2 separate regions of the Ovis aries genome follow, and region 1 is linked to region 2. Evidence: chromatin contacts called from public Hi-C data. All regions are on one chromosome and are shown on one strand. The core of a region is the stretch at or near the end of the contact, and the rest is flanking DNA. Distances in the headings are between cores, read along the strand shown. Region 1 has its middle 30 kb from the start of ERICH6. Region 2 has its middle 51 kb from the start of MINDY4B.

The links. Hi-C and Micro-C count contacts between places; a contact is called where the count stands out from the background.
Region 1: a Hi-C map of blood shows a contact between it and region 2, with 6 times the contacts expected there. The contact joins two enhancer-like sites. A contact is called at or near these places in 12 of 16 Hi-C or Micro-C datasets (blood, hypothalamus, liver and 6 more).

The regions. Positions count from the first base shown.
Region 1 is chr1:238,128,759-238,132,340 of ARS-UI_Ramb_v3.0, forward strand. No RefSeq gene overlaps it. Among named protein-coding and RNA genes, the nearest start is that of ERICH6, 30 kb to the right of the region's middle. Within about 2 kb of position 1,508, at least 24 of the 54 cell types and tissues checked have an H3K27ac peak or open chromatin away from gene starts, as enhancers often do.
Region 2 is chr1:238,006,611-238,010,142 of ARS-UI_Ramb_v3.0, forward strand. No RefSeq gene overlaps it. Among named protein-coding and RNA genes, the nearest start is that of MINDY4B, 51 kb to the left of the region's middle. Within about 2 kb of position 2,246, at least 8 of the 54 cell types and tissues checked have an H3K27ac peak or open chromatin away from gene starts, as enhancers often do.

The sequences.
Region 1 (3,582 bases), core at 258-2,757, 120 kb after region 2:
AAAACCTCACTGAGAAGGTGACATCTGAACAAAGATCTGAAGGAGGCAGGGGAATGAACCATGCAGACTGCTGGAGGAAGAACATTCTAGGCCAGGAAAATGGCAAGTGCTAAAGTCCTGAGGTGGACAAGCCCAGTGTGTTCAAGGAATATCTAGGCAGCAGAGTCAGTGAGAAGGAAAGTACAGGACACGAAGTTAGAGAAGTAAGACGAGGGACAAACTCTGCTCTTTCACTGAGGTGGGGCATGTGTGTACATCTGAAAATAGCAGAAATGATTCAGGATCTTGGCTCCACATGGTGCATGTGTGACTTGCCAAGTTTTGAGATAAGGCTACAATCTGATGTACTGGAGCTGACACACACCAGTGGTGAGAGAATTTCTGAAGAATCTGGAGACCCAGGTGATAAACACAGTTCTTATTAAAAACTAAGTTACAGCAATTTGTAATTTAATAAATTATATGAAACACAAAAGTATTAAATACTCACACATTCCCAATTATTTTGCTACATCTAACGACTACCCGGGCTATTCTGGTCATTTACATCTACCGTGTCTGTATGGTGAAAATACTATAAAAGGCGTGCCCTGCCTTTCTATTCCCAAATCTGCATCACTCTCAGCAGTGTCGTGTCAGTAATTTGAAATGTGCCATAGTAGGAATATTTATACCGCAGGAATTGGCAAATGCTACAGACTGGGGTTTTATTTCTTGTCTTGTTATCTAGATCTAAGAAAGTGAAGGAGAAAGTGTTAATAGCACAGCATTCACTTAAAAGTGTGCCACATTTGGGATCCATTACATTGCAAATAAAACCAAAAAATGAGGAAATATTTTCCCAGGATTCTAAAACTCTTACCCAGTTCAGCAAAAAAGTCACTCGTATCCTTGATGAAGTGGATGAACTAGTGAAATCCTGACAAATGTGTTTGTTGCTTCACTTTAACCCTGACAGCATCAACCAACATCCCTATCTTAGGGTTTCCCCTGTGGCTCAGATGGTTAAGAATCTGCCTGCAATGCAGGAGACCCAGGTTTAACCCCTGCGTCAGGAAGATCGCCTGGAGAAGGGAATGGCAACCCACTCCAGTATTCTTGCCTGGAGAATCCCATGGACAGAGAAGCCTGGGGGGGCCACAGTCCACGGGATCACAAAGACTTGGACACGACTGAGTGACTGTCACTTCCATAGCTTAACATACTCGTTCGCTGGCTTTGGGAACTTGGAGCCCCAGGGTCCTGAACCGGACAACAGGGGTGACACCACAGGGATGTTACAACAGTGAGCTCGGGGAAGCCTGGGGTCTGGCACAACTGGCTGAGTAAACAAGGGCTCCAGCGAGGAGTCTGGTCTGGGCCTGGCCTCCTCCCTGATCCAAGCTGGGCACCGCCTTCCAGTCCACACCTCCTCCTCGTAAATATTCTCTCTCTCTCCCTCTCACACACACACTCACACACACAGCAATTTTCTTCCCTAATCGCCTCCCACAGCAGCCAGCCCATGCTCCATATGACTCAGCATTCTGAACCTAAAGTTGCTTTTCTGCTCTTGTCCCCTGGAGTTTCAGCTGGTTCCTGAAGGAGGCCAGCTGCCCTGAGAGAGCTGGTGTATATTTCTTTTTTTTTTTTTTAATCTCTTTTTTTAAACTTCTGGGGTGGGGGGAAGGGTACTCAGAGTGTTCTTTTTGATTTGACAGAATAAACTTCGGTAGATAAATACAGGGAAGGAGTCCTTGTGAGAGTCTTCATTCCTAAGTATAGCTACATGGTGAATAAACAGCTCACAGTGTAACTAAGAAGGCCTGATGTGTCTCTGGGGTTCCTTCAGCCATGGCCCAACAGAGGCCTTGCTGACAAGTACTGGCCCTCTGTGGGCACGTAGGAGGGCGCTCTGGGAGCCAGGAGACCAAGTGGCCCTCCCCACTGTGCTGTGTCGGGCTGCTCTGCTTGCAAGGAATGGAGACAGGCTGAGCCTTTAAGTGACAGGCATTTACTGTCACAAGAGTCACAGCCACCTCAGCCGGCACAGGTGCTAAACAGGCTCCAAGGGCTGTATCTCTGCTCCTACCCTCACCACCTGCCCTGGGCCCTGGCGGGCTGACCTCTGGGTTTTGTATCCTCATAACTGCCTTGTCCTTTGACCTCCAGTTGAACTGGCCTTGGAGGGGGGCAGGAGATCAGAGTTGGGGTGAGGGTTGGGGTTTAGTTCAGAAACAAAAAGACCCTCCAGGGCTCTCTGGGGATCCTTCACTGTCTCACAGGTCCTGGTACGGCCACATCATTGGGACTCAACCACCATCTCCCTGCTTGTCCTGCCGTCAACAACGCTGCTCCCCTCTGCTCGCCCTGTCTCGTCCTCACTGCTTCTCTCTGCTGCCATCTCTGTGCGTCTTTTAATTTCAGGTCCCCAAGATGGGGTCCGCTTGATGGGGCAGCTACCAGACACCCTGCCCCACTGTAAAGTCACTGGCCTGCCCCTGAGCCAGGAGCAGCATGGTGACCACAGCGGGACGGGCTCAGCATAAAGACCCCCACAGCAGGACTGCTTCAGAGCAAAGAAAACAGAAACACACATAAGCAGATTGCACAGCGTGATCTGGGGCGTTCAAGAAGGGTGTAGGACATACCTCCTGGGCCTGCCAGCTGTTCCAGAGATTGGCTGTGGGGCAGGATGGCCTGGGTGAGGCGAGACTCAGCTGCCCAGAGCTCCTGTACTGAGAGATTCAGACTGAGGCCTGTGCCAAGGCCATGCCAGCCAGCACCCACACCTGGTCAGCAGCCACAGCCCAGCAAGGGCCACCTAGAACAGAAGGCCAGACCGGGAAAGCAACATGTAAGGAGCCACTCAAGGCCCTCCCTGACCTTGTGGGCATGTGCACATTCCAGGCCCTCCGCTTCAGTCTCCCTCAACTTTCCAGTCCCCAAACAGACCATGTTCACCACCCTACTTCTCTGCCTGCACCACTCCCTCGGCCATCTTGTTTACAAAAACAAAACAGAACGTCTTCCACCACTGTCTCCCAGCAAATTCCTTCCTTAAAAAGACATTCTGGAGAAAACCTCAGATGCCCCAAACCAGACCACTTATTCTGTCACCTCAGGAGCAAGCCTGGGCCTGATTCCTTTTTGTATTGGGGGCCCTTCTCTCGACAAGGAATATTCTAGATGTTCCCTGTGAATGAATATTAAAGAAATGAAGAGACAAGAGCAAGGAACATGATCAGAAAATAGAATGGGACTCATTCCTGCCAACAAGTGAAGCATTAGAAGAGGCTTCGATGCCGTGCATTTGGGGAAGTGATCCCAGGAAATGAGGGTGAGGGACTGGGGGAGGGGAACAGACAAGGAGGGAAGACCAGCCCAAGGATGGAGGTGGGCTATCAGCCAGGCACTGCTGTGGACACCTGAGGCACAGTCCTGTGGGGACTTCTGAGGAGTCGTGTGGAAGGACCTGAGAATCACCCAGCTGACAGACAGGAAGGGGGCTCTTCACCCTCCAGTTCCCATCCCCACTTACCAGAGGCTGCCCCACAGATGGTCAGTCCCTTGCATGCCCAGAAGGCAACCAGGAGACCAATG
Region 2 (3,532 bases), core at 996-3,495:
AATTAAAAACATTTGTTCTTCAAAGAACACCATCAAGAAAAGTCAATCACAGACTGGGAGAAAATATTTGCAAATCATGCATCTAATAAGAGACTTGTACCCAGAATATATAAAGAACTTGTACTGTATAACTCAATAATAAGAAGACAATTCAATTTTAAATGTGAAGTGATTTGAATAGAGATTTATCCAAAAAAGATGTACAAATGGATAAATAAGCACACACAAAAAGATCTTCAACATCATTATCCTTTAGGGAAATTCAAATCACCACCACAAGAGACACTACTTCACACCCACTAGCATGGCTGTAATTAAGTGTTGGTGAGCATGTTGATTGCTCTATGCTGGTGGAAATGTAGAATGGTGCAGCCACTTTGGAAAGTAGTTTGCTAGTTCCTCAAAATGTTAAGCATGCAGTTACCGTGTGTTTGTGTGTATGTGTGTGTCTATGCTCAGTTGTGTCCAACTCTTTGAGACCCCATGGACTGCAGCCCACCAGGCACCTCTGTTCATGGAGTTTTCCAGGCAAGAATACTAGTGTAGGTTGCCATTTCCTACTCCAGGGGATCTTCTCGACCCAGGGATTGAACTCACATCTGTTACATCTCCTACATTGCCAGGTGGATTCTTTACCACTGAGCCACTGGGAAGATCCCACTTTACAGTATTAGTTAGCAATTTCAAATTTCACCCCTAGCTATGTACCCCAGAGAAACAAAAGCCTATGTCCACACAAAATCTTGCACACAAATGTTTATATCAGCATTATTTATTCTAGTCAAAAAGGAGAAACAACTCAAAGGTCCATCAACTGACAAACACATAAATGATACCTTGTGTTGATAGATCATACCGTGGAGTCCTATTCAGCCATAAAAAGGAATGGCATACATAGATAACCACATCACAGTTGACTCTCACATAGATGAACATCAAACAGTTATGCAAACTGAAAGCTGTTAGTCACGGAAGACCACATACCGTGTGATTCCATTCATATAAAATGGCCAGAATAGGCAAATCTATAGGGGCGGGAAGTAGCTTAGTGGTTTCCCAGGACTGGGAGGGGCTTCCTGGTGGCGCAGATGGTAAAGAATCAGCCTGCAATGAAGGAGACCCGGGTTTGATCCCTGGGTTGGGAAGATCCCCTGGAGAAGGGAATGGCAACCCACTCCAGTATTCTTGCCTGGAGAATTCCATGGACAGAGGAGCCTGGCAGGCTACTGTCCACAGGGTCACAAAGAGTTGGACACGACTGAGCGACTAACACTACCACACACTAGGGCTGGGAGAAGGAGAAGGTAGGCTAGGATGGGGGGAGGGTGACTGCTAAAGGGTACAGGTTTCATTTCAGGATGATGAAAATGTTCTAAACTTAGGTCACAGTGTTGAATACATACTCTGAATATACACTGAAGAACAGCTAAACAGGTACACTTTAAGGAATGTACATTATATCTCAATAAAGCTGTTTGTAAAAAAAAAAAAGAGCTATTTATAAAGGGTACTATTAATAACACCATTCATTTGAAAGGGACCATGGTAAAAGAATAAGGATCTGACAGGTCTGCAAAGACAAAAAGCCTTTACCTCTGACCAACACGTTTTGAGAGGCATGACTATGTCTAGGGAGGAAGAGGGTGAAAATTTCAACATCGCTCCCTCCCTAATATAACCACACAGTTCCCTAAAAACAAACTGGCATTTGGTCTGTTTCACACCTGAAATCAGACCCTCCCCTACTTGATGAAGCTGCTTCACCTCTAATTAGCTTTTATTTTGCATAAAATTATAAACCCACGAGGAGGGGGGCAACCATGCACATGGTCCCTTCCTCTCCCAGAGGACCCCAGCTTCACTGCACTCCTTTCCCTTCCTGCCCTGGGTGTTTGAATGGCTGACCACCATCCAAGAGAGAAGTGCTGCAGGGAACACACAGGTTACCCCTCAGCCCAAGAAGCCACAGGGCGCAAGAACTAATCAGACTTGACCAGACAGAAAGACAGGGCCGCCTTGACGGGCAAAACGAAAAGTAGCAGGTGAGCAACCTGCTTGACTGCTGCTTAGAGGTAAGAGAGAGTCGCTAACTAAGCAACTTTAAATCACCAGGGAGGACAGAGATACGCAAACGAGCTGGCTTAAGTGAACTCAACTGTCACCATAGAAAGTATAATAGCCTCTGGCTATGGGCCGCCTCCCAGGACAGTCTCGGGGTGCACCCAGCACCAGGTCACTGGGGAGGTAGGGTATGAGCAAGTGCACTATGAGTCACTTCTGAATGCTGAATGCAGCCAAGAGGAACATCAGAGATACTTCAGAGCCTGAATTCCCAGGGTAATAAAAAGGCAGAAAGTTGTTACGTGCCCATAGCTGTAATTACCACTTAAAGTCGTTAGCAGCTGCCCCGGCTATTGGTGTGTAAAATGAAACGCCAATTTGGAGTCTTTTCCATAGAATGAGATTTCCTATTTCAAAAAGGGAACAGTGCATCACAGAAAATACATTGCTCCCTGTAATGATCTAGGTCACCTTGCCCTGTGTGCTCAGGTTGCGGCTGCCAGCATAATGGAGGAATGAAATCAGTATCCAAGAATTTAAGAGATTCAGGGATATAAGGTGTGATGGGCCTCCTTGCTCTGTCCCTCAGTGTGCTACCCCTTCCCAGGAACAATCAAAGAAATTTTTGCAAACAACTGCCAATCCGATGTACAGGCCATACCTGCTCTGTTTTTTTTTTTTTCCACTTTGTATTAAAATATATATTATTTTTCTGATTTTTTTCTACTGTAGGTTATTACAAGACATTGAATATAGTTCCCTGTGCTATCCAGTATATCCTTGTTGCTTATCTCTTTTATATTTAGTGTGTATATGTTAATCCTGAACTCCTAATTTACCTTCCCCATTTCCCCTGCTATCCCCTCTGGTAACTGTAAGTTTGTTTTCTATTACTGTGAGTCAAGAACCCTTAAAGCCATCTATCCCCTCCCATTCTTCTCTTTTCACACACTGCCTTATGAGTCATCTTTGCCCTAACAGACAGATACATTCAATCAGTCATTTGATGTTGATAGAAAGGCATCTTTCAGTGGTCTAATCAAGACAGTTCACTTTTTGGATGAAAAGAATAGGGAATAAACCAGGGGTGCTGCTGATGGAGGTGTGTGTGTGAGAGACAGATAAACAGACAGAAAGAACCTCCGGGAGATCTCAAGACAGACTGGTAAGAGACAAGCTGCCCAGAGAGCTAAACTGAGAAGAAAGAAAACAGCAGAGCCAGTAAGTGCACGTGTGTCTTTTAGAAAAGACACAGCAGATACCTGTTTAGTCAGAAAAGCTGACTTCTTGTAATTAGTCTGCCTTGATATTTTATACCAGAAGAAAATAGTATTCCCTCCTTGAGCTCCAGTTTTCTCATTTTAAATAACTACAACCCACCTTCTATATCCAAAACCAATAGGATGACAGCAATTACAATAACTACTTTACGCTCCTTCAGACAATAGTGAAACAACCACCAAAATGAAAG